Regions from separate parts of the Capra hircus genome. Here region 1 is linked to region 2. Evidence: chromatin contacts called from public Hi-C data. All regions are on one chromosome and are shown on one strand. Each heading gives the region's core, a stretch centred on a gene start, on an enhancer-like site or on the middle of the called end of the contact. The rest is flanking DNA. Distances are from core to core; before and after follow the strand shown.

Region 1 (2,700 bases), core at 135-2,634, 350 kb after region 2:
TAATATTTTTATATAAATCCCTTTTTCAAAACAAATGTTACGTAAGTATCCATTCTGTTTTGAATTTTTTGTTGTTTACTTTATGAACTGAACCTTGGGGATTATTCCTGTCGGCACCGGGACCCGCCCATTCTGTGTCGCAGGCCTGTGGGGCTCCGTGGTCCTAAAGTGCCCTTGCGTACATCGTCCATGGACCGTGGGCAGCTGTCCATTTACAGTGGAGGCTCCGGGAGGGGCCTGAGGGCAGCTATGTCCCCCGGCCTTGCCTCCTCTGGGCCCGTGGCCCCAGGCCAGCCGTTTGCTTGCCTGCATCAGCACTCTCGTTTCCTGGGGGGTGACAGCCCCCTGCATTGCCATGACACTCCACTAGTGTTGTCTCAACACAGCCCGGGGTGACCTCACTGCAGGCAGGGCTCCAAGGGCAGGCCTTGCTGAGGCCAGGGCCACCCAAGGACACCCCGGGCCCAGAGGCCGTGGAGGGAGAGCAAAGCTGCCTCCACTGTCCTGGTTCAGCCTTGAACAGTTTCATTTCCTGAAGGCTGTGATGCACCATAGAACTGCAAGCTGTCCGTATCTCCTTCCCTGTGCATTACATTATACCCTGTGTTCCAGAAGCCTTACGTGTTTTTCTATCGTTAAATCCTCCCAACCAACCTTTTGCGCCAAGGCCCCCATCTCTGTTTCACAGTTGAGAAGCCTGAGGTTCAGAGATGACAAGGTGGTGCCTTGTCAGCCCTCCCGAGAAGAGTCGGACATCTCCAGGCTGCCGAGCCAAACATGTGGTTTCTCTTAAAATCTTGGGGAGGTGGGGGAGGAGTGTGTGTCCGTTAAGGCGATCTGGAAGGTTCTTTCTGATTCTAAGAGCCCGTGACTCCGACAGCCTGACAGCTGCCCCCTGCGGCTGGAGAATTCACCCAGGTCCCAGTTGGTGGGGCGGGGGGGGGAGGGGGGGGTACTTCACTGTTCCCTGGGCTCGCGGAGAAGGGAAGGGAAGGAGAAAACGGAGGGTGAGGGCCAGTCAAGGAGAAAGCGACCAGCTCCCCCACCCACCTCCTTACCTTTCTTGGCATTTGCAGCCTTCTTGACCTTGGTGGCGGGGGCCTCGGCGGCTACCTGGGTCAGGAGAGAGAAGAGGCAGAGGAGCACGCAGGGCCCCCAGAGCTCCATGCTGCTGCTGCTGCTGCTGCTGCTGCCTGCGGTGGGCCTGGGTCAGAGAGCACTGGCCGCTGGGGCCCGAGCTGCGTGTCTTAAGGCAGCGGCCACAAGGACCTCTGTCCAGAAAACCCTCCCAAAGTCGGCTGCAGGAATGCCAAAAAAAAAAAAAAAAAAAAAATCCTTCAAAAAGAGGAAGGCCTGGGAGCCACAGAACCTGGCTGCTGCTCGGGGAACACCCACCCAGCATCCTGGCCCCGCCCTCTGAAACAGTCATTGTTTTCTAGGATTCTGAAAAATACATGCTTGTCCTCAGAGCTCACATCTGCTGGGCAGTTCTCAGGCAGGCGCTGGGTCACGCTTTTCCCTGGCCTCACAGAGGCCTCACACCAGCAATGTGAGGCGGGTGCTGGCATTTCCTCATTTTACAGTTGAGGAAACTGAGGCTCAGTGAGGTTAAGGGAGCCTAAGGTACTGGACCTACTGGCAGCACTGGTATCTGACCCCAGCCCGGGTACAGAACAGTCATGGAACCGTGTCTCCTTAGGGAGAGAACTGGGGCTCACTGCCAAATTGTCTGGAGTGTTTGCTGCGATTCTTTTATAGTTCTGCGTCTGTGTTCTTGATGCATGTTTGGTTAAAAATACAAAGAAGACCTTTCTTTTCTTGCCTCACTCTCTGTTTTTCAACCATCCTTTCCTGAAGCCGAGGTGACCATGGTGGGAAAGGGGCAACCTGGTGTGCCAGAGTGGTGTCAGATGGAGCAGGGAGGAAAGAATGCCCCCAGGAAGGGGAGTCTGGTGTGGGGTGTCAGGACGCAACAGGGTGGAAGGGGGCACCCCCTGGGGGAACAGAGGTCCTCCATGGAGTGTTGGAGTCCCGGTGAGGAGAAGAGATCTGCATGGGAGAGCAGGTGGGGGCACATGGGAGAGAGTGGTTACACAGAAAGAAAGAAAACAAAAAAGACCACGGGAGTCAGGTTTCTCATTGTCAGGAAAGGGAGGTACAAATACATAGAGAAAACATAGAGAATGTTTCCTACCGTGTAGGATTGACATTGGAGCTGTCGGTGTGCAGTTGTGGACTTTGACACATGAAGCCCAGTCTGAAGCTGTCCACGGAAATGTGCGCTTCAGTCCCCCAGCCAGATGTCTGGGTGGAGCAGCAGCCCCACCAAAGGCTTGAGCTCGCCTGGCATCCAAGCGCCGGCTTCTCAATACGGCTTTCCGTGAAAAGGAACTGCAGCACCTTGGAGCAACGGCTCATTCCAGGGCCGCGGCAGGAAAAGGAGAAACTAAGCCCAGCACAAGTTATTTTGCCAGAACATAAGAAAATGTTTAAAGAAGGGTGAGAACGTGGCAGGACACGGAACCAGCTTGAAGGAGCTTCTTAGGGCCCAAATCGGGGACAGTTTGAGCATCAAAACAGTGACGATAACAGTCAAATGGGAAACCACGAGCGCAGACAGATACAAATAAATAAGTGAATACTCTGGAAGTCGCAAGCAATGGGAACTTTTCATTGTCTCAGATTATTTGCCCACAAAAT
Region 2 (2,700 bases), core at 165-2,664:
ATCTGGTGAGTATACTGAATAGGATTCATATGGAGGTCCCTCCCAGGTAAGACAGGCTACAAAGGCAGTATCTCTGCTCTGAGACTTAAGGGCATCTCCTTGGAGCATCGTTTGGCAAGGAAGCTACTGGCAAGCTGAAAAGAAAGAATGTGAACTGCCCCAGTGCTTTGACCTTCTCAGGACAGGCCTGGGAAGGGAGGCTGTATGCATGTGGCTAACTCAAGTTCAGAATCTGCTTGTATAAAAGGATAGACTTGCAGATTGGAAATTTTAGTAAATAGAAGAAAAGAAGAAAAAAAAATGATACCCAGAACTTACCAGAATTGGGTTATTTTAGGGAAAACAATAGGTTTATCTTAATAGAAATGGCCGATACTTCCTGAGTGATTACCATGTGCCAGATGCTGTACCAAATGCTTCCCTAAGGTAGGCTCTTCTAATCCTCACGACAACCTTTTGAGGTGAGAATACGACTATCCTCAAGGTGCATGGGAGGAAATTAAAGAACAGAGAGATTAAATAACTTGCTTGAGGTCACACAGTCAGTAAGTAACAGAGACAGCAGGGTAGGAACTCAGGTCTCTAGGAATTGTAAACATTTTTGTGATTAAAAAAAAAAAAACTTCTGTTTAAGGTACAACATACAGAGTAATGTGAATAAATCTTAAATGTATAGCTCGATCTATTTCCACCATCATTCATCAAGACATGGAGCATTCCCAGCACCCCAGAAAATTCTGTTCCGCCTTTTCCCCATCAACATCGGCCCCCCAAAAGGTAACAATATTCTGAGATCTTTCTCCATAAATTTCTTTGGCTGATAGAACCTATAGTCTTAACCAGGATGAAGTTTCTCTCCACAGAGTTCTAATTTGTTTTTAGTTTCATTTAAAACACCCCTGCCATTTATACTCACTCCTTTTAAAAAAGCATTTGTCTTTATTTCTTTCTTTCTTTGGCTGTGCCAGCTCTTAGCTGCCACACGTGGGACCGCTGTGGCACGCAGGATCTTTAGTTGTGGCGTGTGGGATCGAGGTCCCTGACCGGGGATACACCCAGGCCCCCAGCATAGGGACCACTAGGGAAGTCCCCTACATTCATTCCTTATGATATTTAGGTAAGACTTAGAACAAAGAGGGCAATGAGTACGGAGACGTGTTTGGGCAGTAGAACGTATATATTGTGTTTTAAAATATCAATAAACGATTCTAATATTCAACACGTTGTGTTGAATATTGCCGATTTGCCCCTCCAATCCTCTTTCCACCATGTTCTATGGTGGAAGTGGTCCCCTGTGCCCACATTAACCTGGACCCTTGCCCTCCGACTGGGTTCAACCAGTGAGAGGCCCCCAGCTCCTTCCCGCGTGGCTCATGGGCCGACCTTGCCTGCTGCTCCAGCTACCGCTCTCCCAGTTCCAGGAGTGGCTCCCCGTGTCACCCCTGCCACCCGAGGTGGGCAAAGGCTTCCTTCTGCTCCTAGTGCCAGGGGCTGGACCACCCCTTGTGGGCTTCCCCGAACTCTGCAAAGAATCCGTCTTTTCATCACGTTTTCTTCAGTGACTGCTGTCAGGTGGGCCCACTTTTCTTCTGTTGGGACCCTGACTGATCCAAAGGCATATCTAAAAATTACAGAAAAAGGAGGAATGCCGGAGAGGCTAACTGCTATGGGTTGTGATTTTACAACTAAAAAGTAATATGCTGCTGCTGCTGCTGCTGCTAAGTCACTTCAGTCGTGCCCGACTCTGTGCGACCCCATAGACGGCAGCCCACCAGGCTCCCCCGTCCCTGGGATTCTCCAGGCAAGAACACTGGAGTGGGTTGCCATTTCCTTTTCCAGTGCATGAAAGTGAAAAGTCAAAGTGAAATCGCTCAGTCGTGTCCGACTCTTCACGACGCCATGGACTGCAGCCTACCAGGCTCCTCCGTCCATGGGATTTTCCAGGCAAGAGTACTGGAGTGGAGTGCCATTGCCTTCTCCAAAAAGTCATAATACCCACTGCAAATTTTAAACATGTAAAGCATAGAGTAGGAATGGAAAAGACATGGCATAGAGTGATTTTTCTCCCCTCTTTCTACAGTCCCCCAAATCCTTGAATCCATAGACAGAGAGAGACAAAATATAGGACAAATGATTGCAGACCTAAAAACTGGAGGTGAATAAGCCAAGGGAGGCTTACTTATCTTTTATCATTGCCCCTAGTAGGGGTGAGGGGAAGGATACCACTTAAAAGATATAAAGAGAGGGCCAAGTGCTGTTCAGTAACGAGGACAGCTCCTTCAAGAGCCCCCTGTCCCCCCAAAGCCAAAACTAGCGCACAAGTAAGACAGTACAAAATGTGAAAGGGGGAACAAAAGCCCCGTATGCCTTCACCTCTGCCTCCCGTCCCCGCTGCAAGCCTCGGGTGACGCGAAGGAGCAAACACTCAACCCTGCGGATTGCAAGAACAGGACAGGACTTGATTTTCTCATCGACATTTCCCACACAGCCTGGCAGCTCTCAGACTCCAAGTTACAAAATGCAGTGAGGGAGATGTGCTCCTAAGAGGTTTACACGTTATAATAAAACCCTGCTATCAAATGAAAGACAAATAGAAGCAAAACACAAAAGCAATTTTCCCCCAGTGAAAGTCTTGATGGGGAGAGGAAAAATACAAAAGGAAATAAAGTTTCTAATCAAAGATGCGTTCAAATCAAAGGG

The links. A called contact is a pair of places that touch in the nucleus more often than the background predicts.
Region 1: a contact with region 2 is called in a Hi-C map of blood, with 5 times the contacts expected there. The contact joins the promoter of CLEC3B here to the enhancer-like site in region 2. A contact is called at or near these places in 2 of 5 Hi-C or Micro-C datasets (blood and liver).

Annotation. Positions count from the first base shown.
Region 1 is chr22:54,166,382-54,169,081 of ARS1.2, forward strand. It overlaps CLEC3B (tetranectin), which reads right to left and starts at 1,385. Exons shown (of 3, transcript XM_018067001.1): 1 at 1,059-1,385. The coding sequence starts at 1,167.
Region 2 is chr22:53,820,982-53,823,681 of ARS1.2, forward strand. All of the region lies in intron 7 of LARS2 (probable leucine--tRNA ligase, mitochondrial), which reads right to left. Among named protein-coding and RNA genes, the nearest start is that of LARS2, 66 kb to the right of the region's middle. Within about 2 kb of position 1,415, at least 1 of the 5 cell types and tissues checked has an H3K27ac peak or open chromatin away from gene starts, as enhancers often do.